Linked DNA regions of Mus musculus: all the other regions are linked to region 1. Evidence: chromatin contacts called from public Hi-C data. All regions are on one chromosome and are shown on one strand. Each heading gives the region's core, a stretch centred on a gene start, on an enhancer-like site or on the middle of the called end of the contact. The rest is flanking DNA. Distances are from core to core; before and after follow the strand shown.

What was found. Hi-C and Micro-C count contacts between places; a contact is called where the count stands out from the background.
Region 2: a contact with region 1 is called in a Hi-C map of B cells, with 2.9 times the contacts expected there. The contact joins two enhancer-like sites. A contact is called at or near these places in 1 of 484 Hi-C or Micro-C datasets (B cells), 3 of 115 datasets of contacts at active chromatin or transcription factors (effector CD8 T cells, memory CD8 T cells and pancreatic cancer cells) and 1 of 9 other capture datasets (liver).
Region 3: a Hi-C map of Th1 cells shows a contact between it and region 1, with 3 times the contacts expected there. The contact joins two enhancer-like sites. A contact is called at or near these places in 1 of 484 Hi-C or Micro-C datasets (Th1 cells) and 1 of 115 datasets of contacts at active chromatin or transcription factors (memory CD8 T cells).

What each region holds. Positions count from the first base shown.
Region 1 is chr15:66,797,345-66,800,044 of GRCm38.p6, reverse strand. The region is part of intron 41 of Tg (thyroglobulin); the gene reads right to left. All of the region lies in intron 3 of Sla (src-like adaptor), which reads left to right. Among named protein-coding and RNA genes, the nearest start is that of Sla, 33 kb to the left of the region's middle. Within about 2 kb of position 1,339, at least 33 of the 459 cell types and tissues checked have an H3K27ac peak or open chromatin away from gene starts, as enhancers often do. A contact at or near this core is called in B cells and Th1 cells, where this site is marked.
Region 2 is chr15:67,144,565-67,147,264 of GRCm38.p6, reverse strand. All of the region lies in intron 2 of St3gal1 (ST3 beta-galactoside alpha-2,3-sialyltransferase 1), which reads left to right. Among named protein-coding and RNA genes, the nearest start is that of Gm31400, 24 kb to the left of the region's middle. Within about 2 kb of position 1,289, at least 158 of the 459 cell types and tissues checked have an H3K27ac peak or open chromatin away from gene starts, as enhancers often do. A contact at or near this core is called in B cells, where this site is marked.
Region 3 is chr15:67,288,644-67,291,343 of GRCm38.p6, reverse strand. All of the region lies in intron 5 of 1700012I11Rik (RIKEN cDNA 1700012I11 gene), which reads right to left. Among named protein-coding and RNA genes, the nearest start is that of 1700012I11Rik, 63 kb to the right of the region's middle. Within about 2 kb of position 1,338, at least 77 of the 459 cell types and tissues checked have an H3K27ac peak or open chromatin away from gene starts, as enhancers often do. A contact at or near this core is called in Th1 cells, where this site is marked.

The sequences.
Region 1 (2,700 bases), core at 90-2,589:
GGAACTTTCTCACAGAATTGCAAATAGTGAATTTTCCAGTCCACACAAACTTCAGACACCTCCTCAGGGAGGGCCACATGCATACAGCACAGAATTAATTAAAAACCGGGGGCCTCCCAGGATGTTGGGGAAACACATTTCCACCCAATAAAGACAACCTAGTTACTCTGCTGTAATAGTCCCCTCCCCCACTCCTGCCGATTGGTTTCTTCCATCTGCATTACTGTGACCTACAGTGACACCTCATGTCTGAATTGACCATGCAAACCAGCTGTGCTCAGAACCCATGCCACTGTGCCCAGGTACAAATCAAATCACACCCAGTCAACATGCCCTTGCAGAGTTGATACCCGTGAAAAACAGGACTGAGCAAGGTAAGGAGAGGAAGGAAACAAGTAAATCTGAAGGCCCAGCAGAACTGTGATGGCGGGTGGAAGGTGGATATCAGCGAGCTGTGTTTCCAACCAGGCCCTGGAAGGTCTTACGCCCCTAAAGCTAGCAGATCCCAGGCCAGTGCTAGTTGTGCTTTCATATCTAAGACAATCACGAGCTGACTAGCCAGGTCATCATGGTGTCTCCTCAGTTCTCATTTTTATGACAGTGATAATTGTAGTGTGGCTTGGTGCCTGAGGTGTGCCACACATGGCTCTAAGAGCTTTATGCATATGATGTGAGCCATTGGATATACATATGCATATCACATAAGAATAGCATCTCACGTGAAAATTCCTTCAAAGCAGCTCCTAATTTTTATAATAGTCCAACCACATTATCACTATCACACTCTTCAATTTGCAGTCGAGGAAACTGAGGGCATGTCATAGGCCATGCCTAATGTCCTCCAGCTCATCAGGGATGTGAGAGGAGAAACAAGCAGATTAACTGAGTGTAGTGGTCAGAGTCCTCCCCTGTCTTTAAAAAACAAAAACAAAAACAAAAGAACTCCATCATAATCCCAGGGTAGACTGTGCTCAGAGAGAGGATATGCCAGGAGTAAGGAATTATGCCCAGTTAACAGATTCAATGACACAAAAACTCTTGGGCCATTGCAAGAACTTATAAATGAAGTACCAGTCAGATCTTAGCTTAGGTCCTCATTTCTATATCACTAACCCATTCCTGGAGCATGGGGTGGCTTTAAGTGGAAGGATATTTGACTTCTGAGTCATTTTACCCTTAAAGAATATAAAATACAAGTAGGTAACCTATCAAATCCATACCTGTAGATGGTAGGACCCACAGACCTGGCTTCCATGCATCAGCAGAACTTCGTAGGCCTTCCTCCAAGCCAGCCTGCAGCTCCATCTGGTTGGCTATGTTCATATGTGCTGCTTTGCTTACTGATAAACTTACTGAAAGTCAGGCCTAAAGGTGACCTTTCAGAGGCAATGTGTTTGGATATGAGTCAAAACAGGATGAAAGCAGAAGTTGAAATAATGCAGCCATTTAGCCCTGCACCCACTAGCCACAGGTGTTGCCTGCATGAGCTCTGAATGCTCACTTGGATCTATCTGGTCTTTATCTGTGGGGGATGGATTGTTGATTGAGGAGAGCCTAGACCCAAGGTGCAAAAAGAGCTAAATGAAGTGACCATAGGCCTGTAGTCTCATGCTGTTCTGTGGACATGCCATCAACTCTCCAGCTTTGCTCATTCTATCCCCCAAGTAAGAATGGGTGACCCACAGGGCTGGGGAGAATATGAGAAAGAAGGGATGGGTACAGTTTCTACTACAGACACCAATGGGGCTACTGAGCAGGTGCTAACTTTAGAAATGAAGTGGCTGTGGCATGCTAAAGAAAAAACAGGCCACAAAGGCCTGCTCTTCGAGCTAGGTAACATGTGGCCAGTAACCTCTGTCTGGGTTCCTGTCCTTACATGATACATTTGTATATTCACTTCTCCATCCCTACTCATTCCCCAGGTATCAGCAAATATTTGGATTTTCCTTTTCTCCTCTTACCAAGTGGAGTTTGTATTTAGATGGGCCAAAGGTAGTAAGAAAGCCTCACATTGCCTCTCCTTTGTGTCAGTAACACTGAGATGGTCCAGCTGGAGCTGGTCTTGATTGGGAAAGAGTGTGCTTATCCTCTGTGGGAATGTTCCTTTGAGTCATGAAGTCCACATAATCCACCACAAGGCAGATTTTGATATATTCTGTTTTAATATGTGAATGAGCCAAGCTCTAGTTAGTTAAAAGAAGCCTTGCTTCAAATCACAGATCTCTAAAGTGGTGGTGTGTGGGTCAGCCCAGCTGATTTCAAATGCTCTGAGTTCCTCATGGCCAGCACAGATGTACTCTGTGACTCTCATTACTGACCATGGCCCTCCTTCCTTAGCCTCTTTCCTGCCTCGTTCATTATATGGCAGTATCTAAATGTTTAGATTTCTGAAAAAGGAATGAAATTCTACTTTGTATACAAGGTAAAGTCCTAATGGGTTTGTACCATCCTCTCATTTTGCTTCCACATTACATGCTACATGTATAAGTCTGCCTAAACAGGTAGCTTAAACGTTTGTCAAAATGTCTGCCATACAGTTTGTCAAAAAGTTTAGTCTCTTTTTAAATAAATAAAAAAACCACACATGCAATTTTTTATAAACCCATGGCTCTGAGAAGGCTTGAAGATGTCTCTGAGAAGAAAACCTGTAATCCCACCTCAGATATTTATTTCCCTGTAGAGATCAGAGTTCAGGGAAGA
Region 2 (2,700 bases), core at 40-2,539, 350 kb before region 1:
GAGTGGGTGGGGGTCAGGCAGGACTCCTGGGAATCTGTCTTTCCTCTTCAGCCTCCTCAGGTCCCTGCCACCCTGGACACCACCTCAGATCTAGTTTTAAGCCAATGGAAACCAAAGATCCTCTATCTGTGGCCTTGAGGTGTTTTGACTTTGGGAACTTTTCCTCTTTCTCGATACTGGCCCAAATAGCTACTACTTACATTCCTACATGCTTCCACTTTACTAAGCAAGCACACCCAAATAGTTTTCAGCCCTTTCTGAAATCAATGGCTGGGTGAGGAGGAGGAAGGGGAAGGGGAGGGTAACAGAGCCAGCCTGCCTGAGATCCATTTGGCAAGCCTTTGTGTTACATCCCACAGCTCGTCCAAGAGGCTGTTCGGGGAAGACACGTCACTATGTTGCTCAATGGTTTTTGTGTAAACACTTTTTCTAAGCACTGAAATTACCCTCTGTGCTGAGAGTAATGGCGATCGGGAAAAAAAGCAGGAAAAGGACCTTTAAGTTAAGGCTGGTGACGCAAACTTGCTTTTGCTTTTTGTCCTTTAGAACAGAATCACCCTCCTGCACTTAGCAGTCTCTGCAGATGGGCAGTGTACTCAATAGGGCCTCTACGGGTCAGACTCTGTCTCTCCCCATCCCCCTTCAATCCTATGCTTGAGTCAAGGAGAGTCACTCTAAAAGTGTTCCTGGAATCACCTTGAAAAATCATTGCACTGCATGGTGGTTGTGTAATATTCTAGCAAACAACAGTAGAACTTGGAAGTTTCCATCCCTCTATTGCTGCGTACTTGTGTGTCATGCACATCAATACATATGATCACGCTGGTTACTGTTACCAGCCCTGTGATGTTGTGAGCATTTTCCTTCGTTTGTACTATGTCCCGGGGATGCATTCCCAGGACCAGTGGAACTGCTTTCAGAATTTCTCCCACCTGTTTGCAATTGTGACCTTGCTGGGGAAGGAAGCCAGGAAGATTGGGAACAGAAGCTGGAAGATGATCACAAGAGGCTGGGAGAGGGACAGGGAAGAAAAACCCAAGAAGATCCCACAGCACTGTGAGATCGTGTAACAGGCAAGTGGATCTTTTTTCTTCGGGGCTCAGTATCCAGGTCATGGAGGAACAGGAGCAAGGAGATGTCAAACAAAGAAGAGGCAGGGCATGGAGTCAAGGGAGTTTGTTTCTGATAGAACGAGAACCTGTTCTCCAATCTTGCATTCCTCAGGGGCTAGCATGTGGGTGGGACAGGATGTTTGCTAGCAGTTAATGAGCTACACTGGACTGTGACCCACTTCGGGTCATCTTGGGTTGTTGATAATCTACAGGATTATTGCAACAAGCGTGGCTCGTGGGTGCTTGCTCCAAATGTCTGCCGAGCCTGCGGGTCATTTGTACCTGGTGGTGGTACTTCAGGGCTCCAAGAAATTGAGAATGCCTATGGGCCATGAGAGGTGGAATGCCCACATCCCTTTTGAATTCAGGGGCTTCCAAGATTCCAGCATCTGGTGGAATCCAAATAGCTTTGGCTCTTCTAAATGTCCTGAAGTCCAGAAGAACTTCCTAGCATAAGCCACACTTCATCAGCTACCCATGACTTAGATGTGAGAATGAGCCAGGGAAGGGAGGGTCATACACACACACACACACACACACACACACACACACACAGAGAGAGAGAGAGAGTGCCCCAGGGATGGGTTTGCATGTGGCAGGAAAGGCATCTTCGGGGAAATTCCTCACCCAGCTGCAATGTACACACCCAGCTGCTGAAGTTTTTCCTATGCCTCACTTCCTTTTTCTATAAACTGACATAACAAGACCTACATGAAGGATGATTTTAAGAGTTAACAAGTTAATAGAATAAAACTCCAAGGGGCAAGTAGATCAGAAAGGCTACAGAACATGCATGTGTGCATGTATTTCTATACACATATTCACCTTGTATGCATGCATAGATGTGCATGTACTTACTTCATTCATGTGATGCATATATGTATGTCCACAAAAGCACTGGGTCATATGCACTGCATTTTACCATTGTGTTATGTGTATCATATGCATTTATAAATACATTAAATGTCCTGTGCACATACTAAAGCCATTTTAAACAAACCCCACTGGTCACTCCAGCAATTCACTTGCTTCTTATTTCTGAGACTTAGAGTATTTAGTAACCAGTTCCTCCTGCCTCTGTACCCAGATTGAGAGACACAGGGGGACAGAACCACCAGTATGTTCCGAGGTACAAAATGTACAGAATGTAATTGCAAAGGTGGGGTACACATGAGTGACCAGCTGCTAAGAGCCACCTGCTCTCCTCTGATTTCCTGAAGTCCCTCTTTAGGCTGGTGACAGCTGTGAGTTTGTCTCCTGCATTGTGCTGCTGTTTCTGCAGCACCAGGATACCTAGAAATCAACTCAGGAAACCCCAGGTCCAGCCCAGAGCCCACGGAGTCTCAGCTAGGAACATTTTCCCTCAGGACTCTCTGCCTGAATGCCCAGAGTGTGAGCTGAACCAAGGTGCAAGTGTCTCTACCCATGAGACTCTTTAGGACCTGACACCAATCTGGCCTTCCTGTTCAGACATAGCTGCACCTTGGGAGGAGGAAGGGAGTTCCCCAGACACCATTGCAGAGATCCTGAAGTGACAGTTGCCTGAAGACATACTATGAATGCCTGTGCTGGAGTGCCTGCCCCCTAT
Region 3 (2,700 bases), core at 89-2,588, 490 kb before region 1:
AAACCTCTGAAACTGTAAGTCAGCCCCAATTAAGTGTTTTCCTTTATAAGAGCTGCCTTGGCCATGGTGTCTCTTCACAGCAATAACACTCCAACTAAGACACAAGGTTTCATTAGATATCTGAGAAACATATCCTACAGTTGCCCTTTCTTAAAGTTTACAACATTACACAATGATGGTTTAAGCCTGGGCAGAGTGAAAAAGTGAGCAAACTGATCTCTGGCTACCCGAAGTAAACACAGGAGTGAATCACTTGTACAGTGGGGAGGAGCTTCATCAGGGAGTGAGGAGCACCTGGGTTGTCTGACTCATATCTTCTATCAGTAGATCCTAGAGTCACATCTGTCCCTGGACTTAGCTTCACTCTTCTGGGGCCCTTCGAGTCTTAGTTATGGAAAACACATACACGTGCACGCACACGTGTGCACACACACACACACACACACACACACACACACACACACACTCTTCAGCTCAAGTCAGTTCTCACACTCTGGGGACAGAGTTTAAGCATCTCCCACCTCCTCCTTGATGCAGATACCCTGGGGATAGTGTTGAAGCATCTCCTATTGACTTCCTGCTGATGACACCCTAGGGACAGTGTTGAAGCATCTCCCACTACTTTCTTGATGAGAACACCCTAGGGACACTGGAAAAATAGTTGGCAAACACCTTCTCCTATCTCTGACAGATTTTGTCAGCCTTTCATCTAAGAAGCAAGCCCACAGCAGTACTGAATCCTAGCTAACTCCAGGATGTTTTTGCTGCATGCTCTCAGAAGACTTCAAAGTGCCAGCCAGGAGCAGTCACTTGCAAAGCAAGCTTGCAGTTCACTGATTAGGAGAGCAGGGCAGGTGTCCTGTCTTCAATTGGTCTTAAGGATAGAATCACAGGTCTTTGAGGATGAGGCAGTAATGAGTCCTCCTTCCTGTGGCTGCTGGTAGTCAAGTCCTAGAGGATGCATGGAGTGAGCTTCTTGCACAGGAACAAAACCTCAGCTGGCAAGTTTTCTCTCTCCATCTTTTTTCTCCTTCCATCATGAAGCTCTTATAGTCTTCTGTTCTGCAGTCAGTGACTGTCAAATGTATGCTGTGTCATCTGGACCCCAAGTCGCTGTATGTAAGCATGAAGGTAAGGTGAGAGGCAGGGCCAACTGGGGAAGAGCTTCCCAAATGTCACTTTCAGTTCTATTTGTTACAGAGATTTTCAGACTTGGTTGCTGTCTTTCCTTCCTGGTGTGCAACCTCGCTTGAGGTTCTGTCTGCCAAAAGCTGAGGGCTTTCATGCAGTCTGGGTTGTTGCCTCTCATACAGTTCCTGTGTCAAGCTTGAGTTTCCTGCCCATCAGAAAACCGTGCAACTGACAGGAAGCTCTACACCCACCGAGCCTCATCAGTGTTAGACAGGAGTGAGATTTTTGCATAAAAGACCAGCAAGTAGTAAGCACAGGGGCCTCAAGAGAAGCTCAGAGCACATCTGTGGTTAGAGTATGTCCCTGGCTCTGTATCAAAAGCCTTCTCCCTTAATGCGCTGGGGCCCAGTGGTGAGACTCACATCTCTACAAATGTTTATATTCTCATATCAGTTACTGACTGACTGGTGGTCCTTTTGCAGCTGGTAGATCTTATACCATGTAGAGTCTGAACAACCACACATGGCATACCAGGAGAAGAGTTAATGGAGCAGACAAAAGCCATGGAGAAAGATTAGAAATGGGAGTCAAGGAGACTAACAGACTCAGAGAGAGACATCCCCCTTATTTTTCTTTTTTGTTTTTTCATATATTATCCACTTATTCCATAGTTCAAGATCCTATTGGAGATTCTGCCTAGACCCAAGGAAAATCAGAGACAGAGTCCTTGCGATGCCCTGGCATACCAGCATTGTGGGGCATCCTGCAGGTACAGGCACCACAGGTATTTAACATCTAATACTTGGCAGGTCAAGGACTGTATCTGCCCTTTGCTTCCAGTCTTAGAGCAAACACACAGAGAACTCCTATATCATGTCACAAGCTCCAGATATCATGTCACAGAAATCACTGTGTGGGTCAGAAGCTCCACAGACAAGTACAGTGGTAGCTTCCTCCAGGAAAAAAGAGGGTGAACACCCATCTAAGAAGACTACCCAGAGCCTTGGGAGTACAGGTGGGCTAGGATCCAGCTTTTTGGTGGCAAGCAAAGTAGAAGAGGTAGGCTTCTCATCACTGTGCCCACACGGTTGGTGGTCCCACACTCCTGGAATCTCATTTCTCCTGATGTCTAGCAGTTCACTCTCTATGTATCCAAACTCATCTGAGAAAAGGGTGAGTTACTTAACACCCACTAAAGGTTCCCCTCTGTCCTGAAAGAGTGCTACTATGTAGCCACAGGCCCTTTATATCATGTCTACTCCCCTTATACTCTCAGTACCCCTTCTGTGTCCTAGTGCCCTCTACACTCTACCTACCTGAATTGCTTAGATCCCAGAAGCATCATGAACTGTCCTCAAACCCAGTGCAGGGGCCCTGACCTCCACTGTCCTCCAGAGACATCACCTACTTAAGTTCCTTTATCTTCAGCTTGGCCCCAATCTTAATGCTTATCTTTCTACACACTACTTTGCCCCAACAACATTGAGGTCATAGTAGTTTCATCAGTTACATTTCCTTCCTGGAGGAAAGAACTGTGTCCAAAGCCTCTTCAAAGTCCCACCTCTCATC